Regions from separate parts of the Sus scrofa genome. Here regions 2, 3 and 4 are each linked to region 1. A link is a contact called in public HiChIP or PLAC-seq and promoter capture Hi-C data. All regions are on one chromosome and are shown on one strand. The core of a region is the stretch at or near the end of the contact, and the rest is flanking DNA. Distances in the headings are between cores, read along the strand shown. Region 1 holds the start of TNPO3 (transportin-3). Region 2 holds the start of RBM28 (RNA-binding protein 28). Region 3 holds the start of HILPDA (hypoxia inducible lipid droplet associated). Region 4 holds the start of CALU (calumenin).

Region 1 (3,224 bases), core at 436-2,935:
AGGAGCTGATTTAAAAGGACAGAGCATCTTTAAGTTATGAGTTGAAGAAATGGAAGGGGGGAAATTTAAAATATGCTTGGGCGCATAAAATGCAAAAATAAGAAGGGTACAGTCAGCAAGATCACCAGGCATACATACTCACTCAGAAATAAGGCATAGCAAGAGTAAGAAAATTAAAGGCGGAAGCATGATACACGTGATTCAAAGAATGCAGAAATACAACAGGTATAAAAGGTTGCAATTAACTCCCTAGCTGGATGCTTACACAATTATTTGTAATAATCAAGGCGACAACGATACCCCTATCTTATAAAGAACCTAAAAATCAGGGTAAAGATAAGGTTGGAAAACCAATATACAGCAAAAGTAGAAATGCAAAGATTTTCTGAAACCAGAATTAACGTTTTCTTTTTCCTTAACATTATGTTGCACTTCAAAACGCGGGGAAAACTCACGTGTACAAGGATCTGGAAACCTGAGAAGTTTCGAGAATATTGTACTCAAACTAGAGTGAAAAGCAGCAAGGATCAATGAGGTGTAAGGCTACGCCTGGGAAGGAATTGCCGGACGTAACAAATGGGAGAGACAGATAAAGCATCCTTTAAGAGAAAGACGGAGAAAGATGGGATTGGATTTGATTTAAGACAAACAAACGGAAAAGCAAGGCTTAAGAAGCAAGTAGTAGCAAGGGTAAAACTTAAGAGGACTAGATCAAAGCCACGAGAAAGAAGCATAGGACCTACAAATCAGATTCTACGGGGTGGGGAAAGGGCCACTTCGCGACCGACCAGCTGCGACTAGTTTCCGAAAAGCGGCGTAGATGAAGCTTCGCCGCCCCACCCCGTGGCAGCAGCTCCTCCCCGAGGAGGACCTCACGAGGCCAACCGCCAGGCTCCGGCTCGGGCTCGGGCTCCGGCTCCGGCCTCGGTCCCACCCCGCCCTTGCCCCGCGGCGCAGAACGGCCTCTCTCGGCCCCTCACCGAACGCTGCAGCTCCCCAAGCCAAAAGGAGGCGCGCTCCTTTCCGCTGGGATCTGGGTCGTGGTAGAGCGCCTGCACTGCCTGGTACACGAGCTGCAGTGTCGGTTTTGTCCCTTCCATGGTGGTAGCGGTGGTAGCGGCGGCGAGGGCTCTGGCGCTTCTCCCGAGGCTTCTCCGGTTACTCCGCCTTCGCGCTTCCTCACAGTGTCGGCCACTGCCGCTCCCTGACTGGCGCCATCTCCTCTTTGGCCGTTACCAGGGCAGAGGGGTTCCCCGTGGAAGTTGCCCCCTCGGAAACAGAGGTTAGATCGTATTCAAGTTCCTAGTCTTTTTTCCGCTCCTCCCACTAGACTCAAAATTTTTAAGCCTAGACGCCGGTGTACGCCTCTCGACCCGCAGACTTGCCCTCGGAAAGCTGTCCCCGCACGACACTGACCACGCAGCGTGCCTCACCCGCCTTAACCCGGACCGGAAGTTGCAGCCCGGATACCTTTGGCACACTTCCGCCTGGTGTAGCTCAAACGGCCTCTTTCCCGGCACGCCTCCTCTTGTCTCCCCGCCCCCTCCCGGAAGTGGCTACATTGGGGCCGAGAAGGAGCGGTTCGAGGTGGTTTTCTGCGATTCTGGACTCCGACTGTAGCTTTGGGACTGTTGTGGTTCCCATACGTATGCAGCTCTCCTCTCCTTGGCAGTGGATCCAGGTCCTTCCTTCACCTTCCGACTTCATCTCTCTCCAGAGAATTTTTTCTGACCCTCACGTCAATTCAGCCATCTGTGGCGTGGCCACTGTAATGGAAATCAGAAGACGATTTAAGACAGGATTTGTATGCTGACTCTAATGGAGGAGACAGACACGTAATCAAATAATTTGTACAAACCTGAAATGACTACCACGTTGAAATAAATCCAAAATACCCGGAATCCCTGGAGTTCCCATTGTGGCGCAACGGAAATGAATCCGACTACCAACCTTGAGGTTGTGGGTTCCATCCCTGAACTCGCTCAGTGGGTTAAGGATCCATCGTTGACGTAAGCTATGGTGAAGGTTGCAGACGCTGCTCGGATCCAGCGTGGCTGTGGCTGTGGCTGACGCCAACAGCCATAGCTCCATTTGGACCCCTAGCCTGGGAATCTCCAGATGCCTGATGTGTGGCCCTAAAAGACAAATTTTAAAAAGCTTAGAATCCCTTTTCCGCTAAACTTTTACACCCAAAAGGGTGTTTCATTCTATTGCCCAGGACACTCTGAACTCCAGAGTATTTGCAGAAACACAATGAATTGTTTTTGTTTATGCCTTTCTGCATCAAACATTAATGGTCTAACAAGTCTCAGTTTACAAAAGAAAATAGAAATCTTGGAATCTGTTCTATGGAGAAAGTTTCCCAACATTGCTATTTCTCCTTTGCGGTAATAAATACCTGCTACCATTTGATGAATGCGTACAATGTGCAAAGCTCTTTAGTTATAAGGTCTCATTTAATCCTTTTAACAATTTTCCAACCAAATCCCCATTTTAAGAAATAGGCAATTAATTTGCCCACGGTTACACATTTCTTAAATGGAAATTAAGATTTGAATCCAAATCAGTTTTACTCCAAAGCCAATTAAATTGTACAATTCCTATCATCCTGTGTAATTAGTTTGTGCTCAGTTGTTATTGTCAAGGTATTTTAACTACCAACATCACAATGAAAACAGTGTTGTTGATACAATTTCTGACAAAAGGAAAGATACTTGATATTTTGGTTACCTACTTCATTCCTTAAAAAAAAAGATTTAGTTAAGACCACTTTGATCTATGCCCTCATGGAGTTTACATTCTAATTACAAAGAAGGTAATAAACTCTCTACAGTTTAAAAGGTCTGTGAAGGGAGTTCCCTGATGATCTAGTGGTTAGGACTCAGCACTTTCACTGCTGCGGCCCAGATTCCTGGTCTGGGAACTGAAACCCCACATCAAGCTGATACACACCAGTCAAAAAAATAAATAAAAATTTAGGAGTTCCCTTTGTGGCTCAGCAGTAATGAACCCGACTAGTATCCATGAGGATGTGGGTTTGAGCCTTGGCCTCACTCAGTGGGTTAAGGATCCAGTGTTGCCAAGAACTGTGGTGTAGGTTTCAGACGCAGCTCAGATCCTGAGTTGCTGTGGCTGTGGTGTAGGCAGGCAACTGCAGCTCCCACTCAACTCCTGTATGCTGAAAGTGCAGCCCTTAAGAAAAAAAAAAAGTCAGATAATAACGA
Region 2 (3,224 bases), core at 399-2,898, 460 kb before region 1:
CCCTTGGCATATGGAGGTTCCCAGGCCAGGGGTCGAATCAGAGCTGTAGCCGCTGGCCTATGCCACAGCCACAGCAATGCCAGATTCGAGCCACATCTGCACCACAGGTCATGGCAACGCCAGATCCTTAACCCACTGAGCAAGGCCAGGATTGAAGCTGCATCCTCGTGGATACTAGTCAGATTCGCTTCTGCTGAGCCACGAAAGAGACTCCTCTACTTTCAAAAACATCCATATTCTAATCACTTTTTTACCACCTTCAATGCTACAACATCTGGTCCAACACCATGATCACCACATGAGCCTAACTGGTCTCCCTGCTTCTGTCCAAGTCTCAACACAGCAGCCTGAGAGAATCTTCCAAAATGGGAAGTCAGATGATGTTTACTGCTCCATGCTCAAAACCAGTAGTTTCCTATCTCAGAGCCAAAGCCAAAGTCCAAGATCTCATCTGGTAATTCTCTTCTTTCACTCACTGTACTCCAGTCACCCAGGTCTCCTCGCTGTGCCTCCAATATACTATTCACACTCCTCTTCAGTATCCTTGCGCTAGGCTGCTCCTCTGGCTGAGAAATAAGTGTTCACCCTCTCAAATCCCTAAGGCCTTCCCTGGGGACTCCCCGACCCCTCTCTCTACAGTTTCCCCACCAACACCACACATACATTCAGACACTCACTCCCTAATTTTCTTATTTTAAAATTATTTTTATTTTTCATTATTTTTCTCCTCAACGTTTATCACCATTATCACTATATGTTTTGCTTATTTATTGGCTGTCTTCCCCATCTTGAAGACAAGAGCCAGATTTCTGGATTGGGTCTGTGCACTGCTGTATTCCCAGGCCCTACAATAGTGCCAGTGACAGAGCAAGCATTCAATAAATACTGAGGAAATAAATAGCCGGGTGTATGAATAACATATTGGTTAAGAGCTCTGAGTCTGGTGATCAAATTCTGAATCTGCTACTTGCTAGCTCTACAAACTGAAGCTAACGTTCCTAAATTCTCCGAAGCCCTAGATTCCTCTCCTGTGTAACAGGGTTAAGGTCCCACCCAATTAGATTGATGGAACGCACGGCACCTGGCAATCAATCGATTCTCAATAAGTTTTACTGATGTTTGATTAAAAATTACTTATGTTTACTATGAAACAGAATCTTATATGTGAGCGCACATAATAAAGGAAAGAGGTACACAAACTCAAGGGACTGACTGGAGTTTCAGAAACGGTCTCTATGGATTCATCCAGAGCAGAGTCAGTTTGGAAAAGAAATTTAACCTCCAAGTCCTTTCACTGAGGGGAGAATAAAGTATTATGAAGTTTGGGAGGGTGTTCTCGCCCCCATCCGGCTCCCAGGAACCCCAACCCTGTCCCCGATCGCCCCGCCCCCTACCTTTCTCAGTCACCACGAAGCACTGCTTCACCGGCCCCACCTGACTGAACAGCTCCTCTAGCTGCTCGCTTCGGGCCGAGGGTGGGAGGCGGCCCACAAACAGGGTCAGCCCCGCCATGAGGCAGAGAAACGGAGACGGGCAGGGCCTCAAGCAAACCTAGTTGACGCACGTGAGTCCAGGAACTGACTTTGGTGAGCCGACCACGCCAAGTTGCCGGGAAACCCCGGAAGTGCTCGTCGCTCAAAAGCGTCCGGAGGAAAACAGGGTGGAAGGGGAAAAAAACAGCCCGGAAGGAAAAAAATCGTACCGCCCAGGGGCGGAGCTCCTCGAGTGGGGCTCCACCCCTGGTCCAAGTACCGCCCCCTGTCTCTGTAGGGAAATTTGGCGTCGCTAGTTTCTACCCTGCTTAAAATCTCACCTTCTGGAGATCTATACCAAACTCAGCCAGGCAGGCAAGAGAAGTTATTTTTGCTCTGGGCTTAACCCAGGATATAACATATAATAGATGTTTAATAAATTTTTTTTGAAGTGCCACCACAGACTCCCAGATTACATGCATAAAACACACAATATAAACACAAGTATGTCACATACTTCATTCTGACACTTCTCACGTTCTCAGAGACTATGAGACATCTGTCACACTATAGCAGATAACTCTAACCATGCCTTTAACAAGTCACAGACAAATTATAGTTACTAAAGTATATACAGGCACAGATCATACACGATCATTCTTTCAAAAAAAGTTACTTAGCTCCTACTATATGCCAAGCACTAGGGATAAAACTGGTGAGCTAAAAAAAGACAGGGCTCTTGGTCTTATGGAGAATACAGTGTAGTAGGGGTAGACAGACATTAATCCCCCCCCAAAAAAATTTTACAAATAAATAATAGCCCGAACCATGCAAGGTCACATGAGAATGCACCCAGAACAAACTAGACATCCAGCTTATACACACAGACCTAGAACACAGATCCTCCCAGAGATAGGAAATCTTTCCTCAGGTGAGCTTATCAGACAGGCCCAAGGCTGAGGAATCTCACTGACCAGGAGGTCTGAGTGCTCTGGATCCTGGCACACACAGTGTGTGCCATCCCACTGGTCCAGGCACTGACCTGTGTGTGCGAAACTGCAGCACTCTGCAGAATATTTGCACAGAACAAAAGTACCCAGTGCATTTTTTTAAACAGTATAACCTGAGCACATCCTAGGTAGAAAATTTTGAATGTACAAAAGATACAGTGGAAAGTGTTTCCCTTTCTCCTCAAATCTAATCGCTTTTTTTTTTTTTTTTTTTTTTTTTGCCACAGACACAGCATACAGAGTTCCTGGGCCAGGGATCAAACCCATGCCAGAGCACTGACCCAAGCCACAGCACTGACAATACCAGATCCTTAACCACTAAGCCACCAGGGAACTCCCAAACCCCATCTACTTTCAATATATTTTGGATAGATGGATGACTGGTTAATAGTGACAGGGGGAAGGGAGAATGGTAAACATCAGATATATGAAACCCTAGCTCCAAGTATTACATGCTTAAAACATAATACTTGGAAAGCACAGTTATCTTTAAACACATAACTCAGCAGAGGAAGTATTGAAATACAAAATAGATTTTTAAGGCCATGGGTTAAGAAAATGTGTGTCATTTGAATAAGGTTGATTCGTGCTTCCTCTCCCTTCTTTCTCCTCCTCTCCTGCCCCCTTACCATCTTAAAAATCAAAATCAAAATTCCCTACACAGAGTCTAAATTACAAGCTTCAGGGCCTTTAGCTATGGGGAGGCCTTCCCAGCCCTGGCTGTTGAGTTTGGGGGGATGCA
Region 3 (3,224 bases), core at 285-2,784, 370 kb before region 1:
GCTACTATGACCAAAGCCCATCATTGGGAATTTTGCAGTGGATGATACAGATAATGTTAACACTTAACCAAATGTTTTCGGAGCCAGGCACTATTCTCAGTGCTTTATGTGGATTAACTCCTTTAATTTCCAGGTGACGACTGTCATTATCCCATATAACAGCTGAAGAAACTGAAGTACCTAAAGCTTAAAGGATTCGCCCAAGGCCCCCCACTAGCAAGAGGTTGGAGGACGCCTGGCAGTGTGACATCAGAGCTGGAGCCTGTCCCAGGAACCGTGCGAGAGACGAGTCCCTGAGTCCAGCACAAAAACAGATGAAACTCTAGTGTAATAAAAGACCAAAAATTCCTGCAGGCTGAGTAGAAGCGCTCATTTCAAATTGCCTGCCTGCCAGCACGTCTCCGTCTCCAACTTTCTCCCTTCCCCGCCTTCCCGGCAGCTCCTCCTCTGACAGCGGAGTACCCGCAAAGTAGGTGAAAGGTCGCAGCTGGGATTCGCTCCTCCCTTGTCTCCCAATCCCTTGTCCACAAAGCCGGCCGAGCGAAGGGAGCTCCCGGATTCTTGTTCGTTCAGTCCAGGCATGCAGAACCGACAGTCCTAGAGCTCAGGGGACCCTGCTAGAGTCACCAGCCCCCTCGAGCTTTCGTTCTCTCCGCTCCTCCCCAGGAGGAAGGCAGTGAAACCACCGACCGCCTTCCTTCCACTACGCACCCCCCCCCCCGCCCTCGTTCCCCAGGGGCCTCCCAGATCCCAGCACTCTATTTCCGAGATTCGTCCCTGGGCGCTCTCACGACTGAACATTTCTTTGGTTTGCGGGGGTGGGGATGGGTGAGGCTGGTCTGTGACCCTCTAGCTCTTTGGTTCAATTTCTAAGCACCCTTAAAAATCATCGCCACGTTTTATATGAGGACACCGAGACCCAAAGGGACTCGTCGGCAGGCACTGAGGCCCAGGTACCAGGGCCAAATGAGTATTTCACATTTTCCTAGTGTGATACATTCTCTTAGAAAGCAGGAGTTATGATGTAAGAAGCCCTCACCATTTCAGACAGCAATGGCAAATTAACCTCAGGCTTTGGAATGCAGGGTGAGAAGTGGCATCTGGAATCCTGGTACCTCAAGGAAGTGGAACAAAGTCAGCTTTTCAGTCCCGGGAATGAAGAAAACTGGGAGTAGGGGATGGAGTGGGGGGTCTGAGGCCCTCTTACAATGTGTGCTTTGTTGAAATTGCTGGCGAAGAACCCATCCCCCACCACCCTTGGATTGGGGCATCTCCAGTGTGTTTTCCACCGACTTAATTTGGGGCAGGAAATGCGCCTTCCGATTCCTTTAGAAGCTTCCCACAGCAAGAAAAGGCAGAGGAAGTTAACAGACAACGCCTAGGCCCATTGCTGACCCTAATGACTCAGAAGCCGGCGGCGTCTGTTTCTGAACCAGCGATGGCCGCGAGCGCAGCCCACCGCGCGAGATCCCAGACCGCCCCCGCCTAGGGGCGGGGCCGCGGGCTTGCGTCAGGGCTCCAGTGCGCGTGCGCGGGCTCGGCGCGGCCGCGGCTATAAGTGGTCGGCGTGGGCCTAGCTCCACGCTTAGCCGCGGGCTGCCGTTTTGTTTCCGGAGACGCGTACTGTCTCGCGGTGCTCTTGGCGGACCCTCATCCCTTCCTGGAGGTGAGCGGCCCTACGGGTTTCCACGACTCCCCACCCCCCTGCCCCTGGCGCGCCCCGCCCCACCCGGGTCCCCACTCAGCCGCCCAGTCCTGCTTTCTCCAGGGGTGGCCCTAACTAGAATCCACGTGCCCACCCCATGCTCGCCAGCTTGGAGTTAGGCTCCAGGCCCTGCCTTGCCCTCGCAGAGCACGCCTAGCGTCTTCCTGGCATGGCTCTTGGCGTCTTGTTTGTAGTAAGTGCCTATTTTCTTGTCTGTGGCCTTAGACTGTAAGGCACGCGCGGGGCGGGTTCTGCTACAGGACCTCAGGTGGTTCCGGTACCTTTCAGGGTGCCTGACACACTGAGGGGATTTCAGTGTGTACTTGTTATTTAAGTGAACTCGATAGATTTGACTCCCTTCGAATTATGTTGACTTTCAGGAAGTTTATGGGTTTTTTTGGTTTTGTTTTGTTTTGTGCCTTTTCTAAGGCCGCTCCTGTGGGTCAAATTGGAGCTGTTGCTGCTGGCCTGCACCACAGCCACAGCAACGCCAGATCCCAGCCGCATCTGCAACGTACATCACAGCTCACCGCAACGCCGGATTCTTAACCCACTGAGCGAGGCCAGGGATCGAACCCTCGACCTCATGGTTCCTAGTCGGATTTGTTAAGCACTGAGCCACGTCGGGAACTCCCATAAAGTTTATGATTAGCCGGAACCTGCCTGAGATGTGAGGGAGACTAATTTGCTTTCTCAAGGGCATGTTCTTATATCCCGTCCCGTCCCCCACATCCCCCCAACACAGAGACAGAACTTGGTTTTTTTATTTCAGGAAAGTTTTGGGTCCCTGGACTGTGGCACAGGGATGGTGCATACCTGGCAGAAGGAAAAGTATCCCGGTGCTCTTGAATTAGTCCGGAAAGCTAGAACTAGTTTTTCAGCCATGGAGTTTACAGTGTAAATATACTTGGAGATTCTGCTATGGTCCCTGTCTCCCTGGCTGGCTGAGCTCTTCTTAGCTTCATAGGAAGATGGAAGGGTAGAGCTGGAGGCATGCTTGTCTCCAAAGGATGAAGATTAACTTCGCTCTTTTTCCTCAGGACCCAGAGGCCTTCTAGAAGCAGAAGGCAACTCTGCTGCTCTACAAACGAGTGGGATCCTTTCAGCCATGAAGCAGGTGTTGCAACTCTATCTCTTAGGTGTGGTCCTGACCCTGCTCTCAGTTTTCGTTAGACTGATGGAGACCCTGGGGGGCTTACTGGAGAGCCCATCACCTGGGAGCTTCTGGACCACCAGAGGTCAACTAGCCAACACAGAGGCCCCAAGAGCCTTCCAGAACATCCATCCAGAGGAGTGTGATAGGACCTCCCTGCACCGGCTATAACCTTGGAATACCGGCCTGACTACATCCAGCCAGCTGTCCCAGTTCCTGTGCAGGCAGCCTCAGCATCAGTGTTATCAGAGAACTGTTAACTAGGCCTTTGAAGGGCCTCTCCATTTGGATACTCCTTGCTCTGGAATAAGCCTGTTTAATACACAGATGTGAGTGTGTTGCCTGTGACTGTGGAATGGAGCGACT
Region 4 (3,224 bases), core at 236-2,735, 300 kb before region 1:
TCAGGAATTTCTTAGTCCAGCCTGAGTCACACCTTCTTAGGAAGACCTCTGGCTACCACAAAGGATTACAGTCACTCCTTTGTCTGAATTCCCAAAGAATTTGTTGTCAACTTCTCATCTTGATAGTTAAACTAAGTTGCTTTGTATTTAGCTCTCTCTCAAGCATACCACTTGTCTCAACTGGATTTGAAAATATAGAGGCTTTAGGTGCTAAGAACATAGTAGGCTGCAAACATTGTAGCCCTCATTTAATTTTAATTTCATGACTTGAAAAATGAATACGTTAATAATTTCTTGTGTTCCTCTTAAATCAGGGACATGCAATGGTTTCCACCCACTCAGGTCACTTAACATTATTGCTATTATTATTTTTTTGGCAACATTTCTTGGGCCGCTCCCGTGGTATATGAAGGTTCCCAGGCTAGGGGTCCAATCGGAGCTGTAGCCACCAGCTCCAGGGCCGCAGCAACTCGGGATCGGAGCGCGTCTGCAACCTACACCACAGGTCACGGCAACGCCTGATCCTTAACCCACTGAGCAAGGCCAGGGATGGAACCCACAAGCTCATGGTTCCTAGTCGGATTCCTTAACCACTGCACCACGACGGGAACTCCAGTTCACTTAACATTATTAAGCATTTACTTTGAACTAGGCAGTAAGCCTCAGACCTGTAGACGAAGATGAATACAGGCAGATCTCTACCCTGGAGCTTAGTCTGGGAAGGACAAATGTTATAAGCAGCGGTTGACAGCAAAATCTGTCCAAGCATACTGAAGATGCAAAGTGCTAATGAGGGTAAATAAGAGAGGAATTACTTTGTCTAGTGGAGTCGGGAAAGGCTTCTAGAGCTAACATCTGAACCCGGATTTCTGTGTACTGGGACTTCCACTGTCCATTCACAAGGCAGAAAATCTGGAAAACGCCCTCACTCCTGTAAATTGTATTTGTGTGGGAAGGTCTGTTGACTAGCGATGTTAGGAAACACCGAGATGATGATGGTGGCCAGAGCGCAAGAAATGTGAGAGGGAGTGGTGGGAGACCCAAGTGGAGTCGACCCTGAAGAGCCTCCAGTAGGGTACCCCATCTGGGCAATAACGCTGAAGGGAAAGGAGAGGTTGGGATTGTTTAATATAGTTGGCAACTGATAGAGTCGGATTAATTCGGCCACAGGTTCTCGTGGTCACGAAGATAATTAGTAGGGTAATCTAAGAAGGCCTATGGAGGCCGAGTCACGCGCTGCGAATCGGGACGTGGCGGCCAGACAGCCGCGCCCACACGCCACCGGTAGTAACTGGCCAAGATCCCGCCAACCCCGCAGGGCTGGGAAAAGAGTTGGGCGGGAATCCTGTCCACGCAACTCGGCGCGCTCGCGAGGACGTGGCGCTTTGCAGCCAATCCCGACTACGTGACCGTGGGACCAATGGCTGTCCGGGGGAGCTGTGCGTCAGTGGCGAGTTTGTCGGTGATTGGTCCGGAGGCTGCCGGCGAGGAGGCTAGGGGCGGGGCGAGGAGCCGCTTCCGGTTGGGCGGTGCTTGCGCGGTAGAGCTGAGCCGGTGGGTGAGCGGTGGCTGCGGCATCCCGGGCTGTGGGCGCTAGGACTAGAGGTAAGTACCGCAGTGCACTGCCCCTCGGCCGCTGACTCCTCTTTTTTCGCTTTCTTTTTGTGCTCTGGATCTCGCTCCCGGCGCGGCAGGGCCTCTTTGGCTCAGGGCCCCTGTTTCTGCCAGCTCAGGATTTCGGGGCCTAAGCCTGCTGGCCACTGCCCGGCCCTCGGCGCGCAGTCTATGTCGGAGGCCGCCGCTCGCCTTACCGCTTCCTCTGGGAAGGGGCCTGGGTCTTTGATGAACGACGGCTCCTGGCTTTGCGTCCTGTGGGGCACAGTTTTGTGCTTTACTTGCCCCGTCCGCTGGCCCTGCGCCCCGCTTGTCACTGAGTTCCTCGTCCTAAAGGGTCATTTTTGTTTGCCTCCTGAAGGTCGGAGAGCAGTCACATAGCGTTTTTGTTACACCTCCCTGCCGCTTCCCACGCACTGGTCTGCTTGTGTCCGCCAGCCCCGCCCCAAGGCCACATCCCGAGAGGACCGTGCATCTGCCAAGAATGTTCGCGGACTTTGAGGGTGTAGAAACAGGGGGGAAAGAAAGCATGAAGACACTTCTTGATTTTTTTTTTTTCTTAAACCTCTACAGTTTTAAAGAAAAGATGAATATTTCAAGCTTTCAGGTTTGGCTACATGCTTCAGTCAGCGACAGAAATATTTAAAAGTTTCATTAAGGAATTGTATTTTTACTTTGTTTTGTTGCTTCTAACCCCAGACCCTAGATCTGGTTTTTGGCATGCTGTGTTTATAAATAAACTTAAATTCCCTACAGCTGCCCTGATTAGGAGTTGTGTGATTTGCAGCTCCAAACACTGCTTTTCCATCAAGGCGAAAAGCTCCCTGGCTCTCCTGCTAAAACTTTAGGGCCTTTAGTCTGAAGTCCTAAGTGTATAAAGAAAGTCCCAGAATAGTGTCTTTGGGAATTCAATTGCATTTATTTTCTGGCCTGAACCATAAAGTCAACGTTAATGAATCAGGAATAAGGTTGCTTCTTTTTGTGTAGCTAAGAGGTAGGGAATGGTGGGATTTTTTGATAAATTACTTTTTGCTGTAGAATGGAACTTGATACAAGACAAATGCATGTTTGACCTCATTGAGTAAATTTAGTTAACCAAGTACCAAACGATGGTCGTCAGTGAAGAATTTATATGATATAGTACAAATGAGGGTCCAGAGGAAACCTGTAAATTTTATTTGTGTGGGGAGAGGATGAGTTTGCCTAGGCCTAATCTTGAGATTTACAGTGATTCAAAGATCTCCAATAGGATTCTTTTGAGAATCACAACTAGAAGAAACATGAGCAAAGAAGAATTGAGTATGCTTGAGTGGATAGTACTCAGATACAGCTTTGAAATCAACTCCTAATCATCACTGTTAATATAATCATTTGCTTTTTATTCATCCAGTGTCAAAAGATACTTATGGCATTTTATATACATCGCACCAGTCCTGGGGATCAGTTGATTTTAACACACATTTTCTGTGTGCATGGCACACACGTTTGTGCCAGGGGTATTGGAAGCACAGAGGTGTACCCAGGGATAGCCCATTGGAGATGCTCACTAGGCTATAAGGTCCTAGATCCTCTCTCTCATAGATAGTTAAAGAGGATCTCTTAAAGAAGGA

What was found. Promoter capture Hi-C pulls out the DNA fragments that hold promoters and counts their contacts. HiChIP or PLAC-seq counts read pairs in DNA pulled down with a chosen protein or histone mark.
Region 2: a promoter capture Hi-C map of liver shows a contact between it and region 1, with 2.5 times the contacts expected there. The contact joins the promoter of RBM28 here to the promoter of TNPO3 in region 1. A contact is called at or near these places in 1 of 5 promoter capture datasets (liver) and 4 of 47 Hi-C or Micro-C datasets (embryonic fibroblasts, heart right ventricle, mesenteric adipose tissue and 1 more).
Region 3: a contact with region 1 is called in an H3K27ac HiChIP or PLAC-seq map of alveolar macrophages. The contact joins the promoter of HILPDA here to the promoter of TNPO3 in region 1. A contact is called at or near these places in 1 of 47 Hi-C or Micro-C datasets (heart right ventricle) and 2 of 2 datasets of contacts at active chromatin or transcription factors (alveolar macrophages and skeletal muscle).
Region 4: an H3K27ac HiChIP or PLAC-seq map of alveolar macrophages shows a contact between it and region 1. The contact joins the promoter of CALU here to the promoter of TNPO3 in region 1. A contact is called at or near these places in 1 of 5 promoter capture datasets (fetal skeletal muscle), 2 of 47 Hi-C or Micro-C datasets (liver and skeletal muscle) and 1 of 2 datasets of contacts at active chromatin or transcription factors (alveolar macrophages).

Annotation. Positions count from the first base shown.
Region 1 is chr18:19,571,016-19,574,239 of Sscrofa11.1, reverse strand. It overlaps TNPO3 (transportin-3), which reads right to left and starts at 1,685. Exons shown (of 23, transcript XM_013990808.2): 1 at 981-1,685. The coding sequence starts at 1,100.
Region 2 is chr18:20,032,729-20,035,952 of Sscrofa11.1, reverse strand. It overlaps RBM28 (RNA-binding protein 28), which reads right to left and starts at 1,648. Exons shown (of 19, transcript XM_021078708.1): 1 at 1,395-1,648. The coding sequence starts at 1,512.
Region 3 is chr18:19,945,390-19,948,613 of Sscrofa11.1, reverse strand. It overlaps HILPDA (hypoxia inducible lipid droplet associated), which reads left to right and starts at 1,534. Exons shown (of 2, transcript NM_001348757.1): 1 at 1,534-1,666; 2 at 2,746-3,224. The coding sequence starts at 2,814. The coding sequence ends at 3,029.
Region 4 is chr18:19,874,065-19,877,288 of Sscrofa11.1, reverse strand. CALU (calumenin) reads left to right here and starts at 1,485. Exons shown (of 7, transcript XM_003484023.4): 1 at 1,485-1,605.